2 separate regions of the Gossypium arboreum genome follow, and region 1 is linked to region 2. A link is a contact called in public Hi-C data. All regions are on one chromosome and are shown on one strand. Each heading gives the region's core, a stretch centred on a gene start, on an enhancer-like site or on the middle of the called end of the contact. The rest is flanking DNA. Distances are from core to core; before and after follow the strand shown.

What was found. A called contact is a pair of places that touch in the nucleus more often than the background predicts.
Region 1: a contact with region 2 is called in a Hi-C map of leaf, with 2.5 times the contacts expected there. The contact joins the promoter of LOC108458926 here to the promoter of LOC108458149 in region 2. A contact is called at or near these places in 2 of 5 Hi-C or Micro-C datasets (both in leaf).

The regions. Positions count from the first base shown.
Region 1 is chr4:107,363,933-107,367,175 of ASM2569848v2, forward strand. LOC108458926 (phosphatidylinositol:ceramide inositolphosphotransferase 1-like) reads left to right here and starts at 1,351. Exons shown (of 12, transcript XM_053026457.1): 1 at 1,351-1,831; 2 at 1,927-2,016; 3 at 2,364-2,450; 4 at 2,552-2,620; 5 at 2,766-2,846. The coding sequence starts at 1,799.
Region 2 is chr4:107,196,297-107,199,918 of ASM2569848v2, forward strand. LOC108458149 reads left to right here and starts at 2,282. Exons shown (of 5, transcript XM_017757435.2): 1 at 2,282-2,914; 2 at 3,012-3,323; 3 at 3,420-3,622. The coding sequence starts at 2,561.

The sequences.
Region 1 (3,243 bases), core at 101-2,600, 170 kb after region 2:
TTGTTAGTGATAAAGAGGACAAATAGACAAGTCGACATCAACACGTTTCGGGAAAAGAGCGGGCTTGGCGGTTTTGTGTCTTTGCCAACTACAAAAAATGGCCCCTTTTTCTGTTTTTCGTTCTGGAAATTTTGATTCTTCAAAACGCACTTTCCCTCTCCTGCCTTTGTTGATTCATTGTTTTGTTTTGTATTGTTTAGTGGGGTTTGGCCATAAAATATCCCAAACGCACCTCGACTGTGAGGAAGCTTCGACCGTCGCTGGCAATAACCACCATTGACTCTCACTATTTTATGACCGCTTGCATCCATATGGCACTCCGCCACTTTCTCAATAAAAACGCTGTATATACCAAATGAATATGTTATATACTTCATCAATGTATATAATAAATTCTTACAATATATAAATAATACATAGTTGATAAAGATAAAGATTTTGGACATTGCAAGTGTCAATTTCAGTCTTATCATTTATAGTTATGATGTATGGATTTTTATCATGTGCGTGCATTTTGTTTAATTTTTATTTGTTATACATTATATTAATTCATTTTACATTATAGTTGGTCAAACATGTATTTATATTTATAATTTATAATTACTTTATATTAGTAAAATTTTGAAAAATATATAATAAAATAAAATTTAATTATATTAAAGTTTGATTCCTCTACTTTAATATTATGGATTTAGTCTCATTATTTTTGTATTTTAATAATTGAGACAATTTTAATTTAATAATTTTATTATTATTATTTAAGCTTACATTATGCAAATGAATTTTTTTTAAAATGTGATCTAATTTAATTTAATTAAATTTATTTAATAATATTATTAATTAAAATTAAATTAAAAATAAACCTCTAAAACTAAAAAAAAATTCAAATATGTAAAAAATAGTCATTAACGATTTATTTCATGATAAAAATGGTAAAAGTTAGTTTGGTTGATCTTACAAATTGTGCTTCCTATTATGATTTTTAAATAAAAAGTTTTATGTGGTATTGGGAATGGGTAAAGTAGAGGACATGAAATTGAAGCCATATCTTTAAACTTAGTGTGATAATAGTTGAATGCATTTTAAAACAAAATTTGATTTGCATTTTCATTCATAAACTATAAAATTGATAATATATATATATATATATATGATTTTAACTTGGTTAAAATGCGTTCCCATCAATACACACTTTGTTTTAATTACAAATTTTAAAATTTCAGTTAAGTGAATCTAAAATCAAAGGGAAATTCTGGAAAGTGGAGACGGCCGTGAATGTCTCACCCACCACCGGAAGGGCATTTAAGTAAACAAACAAATAAATTGAAATGTTGACAAAATATAAAAATATAGTTGCGGCGAAGTTTCTTTTTATCATTCCTTTTAAATTAATTTTCACAAATTTGAACACTCGGTTCATTTATATTGAAGCCCAACAAGTCTTTTATTTCAACCTTTTTCTCTATTTTCATTTTCTTTCTCTTCCTTGGTTCCCCATCCTCATCCTGGATCGCCAGTCTTTGATCCCTCGAAGAATCGATTAATCGGCGGCGGCGGCGGCGGCGGGGTTTACACTTGTGCTGGATTTGAAGTTGGTTTTTGTTGGTGGAAAACAAAAGGGAGAAACATTAATAAAATTTGCTACCTTTTATTCATATTTTTTTAAATTTTGGGGAGGTTAAGGTTTTTGTTAAAAAGGGGATTTGCACAAAAATTGAGCGGTTTTGAATTTTAGAGATGTTGACCTTAACCGGTGGGCTTTGAACTACTATGGAACTCGTTGTTACACGACATCAAGATGACGCTTTACATTGGTCGCGAAGCTTCAAAGGTTCCCCCCCCCCCCCCCCTCTTTATGTTCTTTGTATTGGGGAATGGAAATTATAAGGGATTTTGATTTGATTTGATTTGATTTTTTGTTTCTAGTTGTGGAAGAGAATTTGTGCAGAGACAACTACAGAGATCAACCTTCTTCTAGACAATTGGAAATACCTTCTTGCTGGTCTAATTTTTCAGGTTTCATTTCTATTTTCAATCTATTTGTTTGAGTTTGAATAATTCCCAAAGTTGATTGATTTCTTTCTCTTACCAATTTTTGCATTTTAAGTAGTAAATGGGGGAGTGGAAAAGCTAGCATCTTTTCTAAAAAAAACAGAGCTGCTTGTTTTGATTTTTTTTTTTTTAAAAAGTAAGATCTGGTTAACTATAACCGGGAGAAATAAGACAAATCTATATCATGGTTCATACAGATTATATTGCATATTGTTTGAGCTTTAGTATATGCTACATTTTTCATTGCTTCTCTCGAAGTTTTGGATCATCTTAGAAGGATGTGGGTCTAAAATATGGCTTTGTCCCTGCAGTATATTCATGGTCTAGCTGCCCGAGGAGTTCATTATTTACACCGGCCAGGGCCAACACTTCAGGATCTTGGTTTTTTCATTCTTCCAGTAAGAACAACTTTCTTTTGATTTTGCTCTTTGTTTGTCTCTATTATATGTCAGTTATTTGGTGAAATGTCTTCTTATATTTAATTTTCTTTTATATTTAGGAGCTTGGGCAAGATAAAGGCTATATCAGTGAGACAGTGTTCACCTGTGTCTTTTTATCATTTCTATTGGTAAAGTTATTCTGATGTTGTTGGCTTTTCTTCCTTTACTTTTCTATTTATTTCATTAGTTGTGTTCAGTTCTCACTTTTCTAGTGGACGAAATTGCAGTTCTTTTATTTCTCCGCTTCTAACATGTGAGTTGCTCTATTTGCAGTGGACTTTCCATCCTTTCATCTTCAAGACCAAAAAGATCTACACAGTTCTTGTTTGGTGCAGGGTGCTAGCATTTTTAGTTGTAAGTACACCCAATTTATGGCCTTGTTGTAGGACTAGTTATTAGGTTCTTCCTTCTGTCGAAGTATGCCATGTATGTCACTGTGGTTAGTGAGAATCATTGGATTCTCATATTGAATATTAGATTGCTTGTCCTTTTTCTCTGCCTGGTAATTATTGAAATGCTAATTAAATTTTATAGGCTCATCCAACTTTTCTCCAATCTCAGTAATGACTACTGAGCTCATTTTAGCTAAAGTAAGATGTCAATTATAAAATAGCAGATATTACCCCTCCCCCTGCCAATATATATTTTATTAATCAAATGAGTCCTTCAATTTGAAGTACCGTTTTCATCAATAACCTGTCCAATGAAACTGAATTCAATGCTTAAGTTGTTCAACTACCTTTATTAATAC
Region 2 (3,622 bases), core at 1,032-3,531:
AACATAGTTATTTATAAAATTTATGACCAAAAAGTAAGAATATAACTTATTTATGTATTCATGCTATATTATAAAAATAATATATTTATTTATAAAAATGTTATAGGTTTTTTATTACATTTTTATGATAACTTATAAAAAATTCTTTCTAAAGTTATTGCAAAAATATATATTATTCATAATAAGTATTATGAAAGTTATTAGACAATTTATAATTTTTTTTATAAAAGGTTATATATTATAAATTTTATATTATTTTTATACTTAATTTACGTATTATAAAGAGAGATATATTCTAGTATAAGTCTTTCCTCAAAATAAATTTATTTAAGTTTTATAATTAAAACTATAGACGATTTGAACTGTGAACTCAAATATTATAAGGTAATACTTATTATGTAAATATAAAATATTTTATTACACCATATCATGGACATATGATTCTATTTGAGAGAATAGTGCCACGAACACTTTAATTTGAAATATTTAAGGTTTAAAATGACATTTGATGTTCTAAGAAAATATTTCTTATATTAACAATGTCACTTTAGTATAACATTAAAAATTAAGGTTGGATCATACTAACATATTACATTTTCATAACTTCAATCGTAAGTGAAATAACTCAACAAATATGCACTAAAATAATTAGGTAAAATTACATATGATACTTATTATTTTTATTAATAATCGTATTATCAACTACTTTTTAGACTACCATAACATAATACAGATGATGATTTTATTTTATTTTTAGGGTTTTACTAAAATATTATAATAAAGAATAAAATCTGAAAATAGTATATTTAAAAATTATGTACCAAAATGATATATTTAAGGTGGTTATGCCCGGTGCATAGCGGCACCACCTTACTACGACACAAAAAATTGTCAAAAAAAAACTATTATATTTAAAATAAATAAAAGTCATTAAAAAATTGATGTGACATTTGGTGTAGGGCAAGCGAGAGGCAGACTTGGTGAAGCCTATGCCATAGGCGACACCATACCCCCAAACCCCTCCAGCTCTATTTAAGTTAAAAAATTGTATCATGGATTTTTAAGCAATATGTTAAAAATAATAATATTATTTCATTAAAAAGATAGTAATATGTTAAAAAAAACTGTTAAAAATAAAAATAAAATTGACCTTTATATTTACATTTTTTCAAATTAATCTTTATTTATTATTAAGTTAAATTAAACTAATTTTTAAAATAGTTAAATTGTTATTTTAATAAAATATTATATTTTAGACATTAAAATACACATCACATTTCACATGGATTTTGTATTATTATTTTTAATTTTGAATGTCCATGTGAAATGTGATTTGTATTTTAATTTCTAAAATATAATATTTTCTTAAAATAACAATCTAATTATTTTAAAATTAGTTTAATTTAACTTAAAAATAAATAAATATCAATTTGAAAAAATGTAACTATTAAAAGTAAATTTTATTTTTAATAGATTTTTAACATATTATTTTTTAACAGAAATAATATTACTTTTCTTTAACATATTGCTTAAAAAATTCATGATAGCTTTTTTAACTTAAACAGAGACGGAAGAGGTTTGGAGGTGTAGGTGCCACTTATGGTATAAGTTTCACCAGTGTCACCTCTGGCTTGCCCTTCACTAATATCACATCAATTTTTTTTATAGATTTTATTTTTTTAAAATATAATAATATTTTTTAATAGTTTTTTTGTGTCGAGTAAAGTAGTGTCGCTTATGCACCAAGCGTAACTATCCTAAATATACTATTTTGGTACATAATTTTAAATATATTATTTTGTATATTATTTTATTTTTTATAATATTTTAGTAAAAACCCTATTTTTTACTATCATAATAATAATTTCTTATAATAAGTAAGATTTTTCAAAAATTTAAATTATGTAAGTATATAATTATAAAAATATAATAAACAAAAATTAAATATAGATGGTGAATGACTCCCTGGACTGCCAAGTGGAAAGCATAGCCCCTGGGTTCAAGGTATTGAAATTAAAAAAGAAAAAGAAAAATTAGATTTTGTTTTGCATCTAATTAAGCAATTTAGCCTTAAAAAACGGCTTGATGGAATTAAAAATAGAAAAAGAAAATGGTGGCCCTGTCACATGCTGGTTCAAGTGCTTCCTATATTTTGAATTGGCCCCACTTACCTGGATGCAAGCCTGCAGCTCCCTCCATGGACCCTACAATATAGTAGGAGCGTGTTCCAACCTTCCTATATCACCGAGTGGGAAACTCATCCCCGCTTTTTCTGTAATCTTCTCTTTCATTGCTTTTTCTCACTGAAAATCCCCCCATTTCTCACCTCTTTCTCCCCACCTCTCCACTTTTTGCTCAGTTGTGAATAGGGCATTTTCTTAAAAAATATATTTTTTTGGTGGGCCCCGAACTCTGCCATGGCCACCAAAACAGAGATGCAACTGCTTATTATTAAATCTTAACCAAGCAGCAACCATCCATTACTCTCTACTCATCAATTTCTTCCCTTTTGGTGTCCTTTCTCTGATATCTTCATTCTTTAGCTTTGCTTTTCTTTCTCATGGCGCAGGTTTTAGACGACGCTGAGTTTTGGCTTCCACCTCAGTTTTTAACCGACGACGACTTGGGCATCGACAATAGTAAGGCTAAGAGCAATCCCAAGTATGTTGATGGTGGTTTTGGATTAGAGCTTGACAGTTCTAAGTCTTTGTTTCCCTACGAGTTCCCTTATGGGTTTGGGTCTTTGGGTTTCTCTTCGGATCCAAGTTCTCCGGTTGAGTCAGTGGTGGGTTCTACTGAGACAGAGAGTGACGAAGAAGATTATCTTGCTGGGTTAACTCGTCAAATGGCTCACTCTACCCTCGAAGACGGTATTCGCAGAAACGTCCGTGCCTTTGCTTCTGAAAACCCTAAGGTCTATTGAAGAACTTAACACTCAACTTCTCCACTAAGTTATTTGATTCAAGGACGGTTTCTTATTTTAGTTTTATTTTTATTTTTGCTTTTTTAAGGGTCGGGTCATGTCCAGTTCGCCGCAATCAACCTTATGTGTATCAAGGAGCGGGTGCGGTTGCATGCAAGGGTCTAGCCGTGGAAGCCCTACTTGCCAATCCCGAGTTCCGTCACCGCCGGGAACATGGGATTTGCTGTATGCGGCGGCAGAGGAAGTTGCAAGGATGCGAATGAGTGAAGAATCATACGGTGGGCTCAACAACAGAGGCCTCTTAGGTTCTTCGGCAAGGAAGTTCTCACCGAACGCCGATGTTACTGGCTTTTACCTGCCTACTCAGTCTCTTGCTCACCAGAAACTACAGGCCGCTCAAGTAAAAAACCTTAAACCAGACCTAGAAATGTTTTACTTGGATTGTTTTTTTCCCTCTTTAAGTATATAAATTTGGTCGTTTTCTGTTATGTCTCAGTTTCAGATGCTGAAGCAACAGTTGCTAATGAAACAACAAAATGCATCGGTTTGGGCAGGACAAAAGCAGCAGCTGCATTCGCACCACCATAACCATGTGGTCCAAAGCAGAGTGAGGAGTAATAATAGTAGCAATAGGCCTATGGGTTTGTCCCAATCTGCATGGACCCCTCTGCAGCAGCAAACCCAGACGCCAAACGGGTC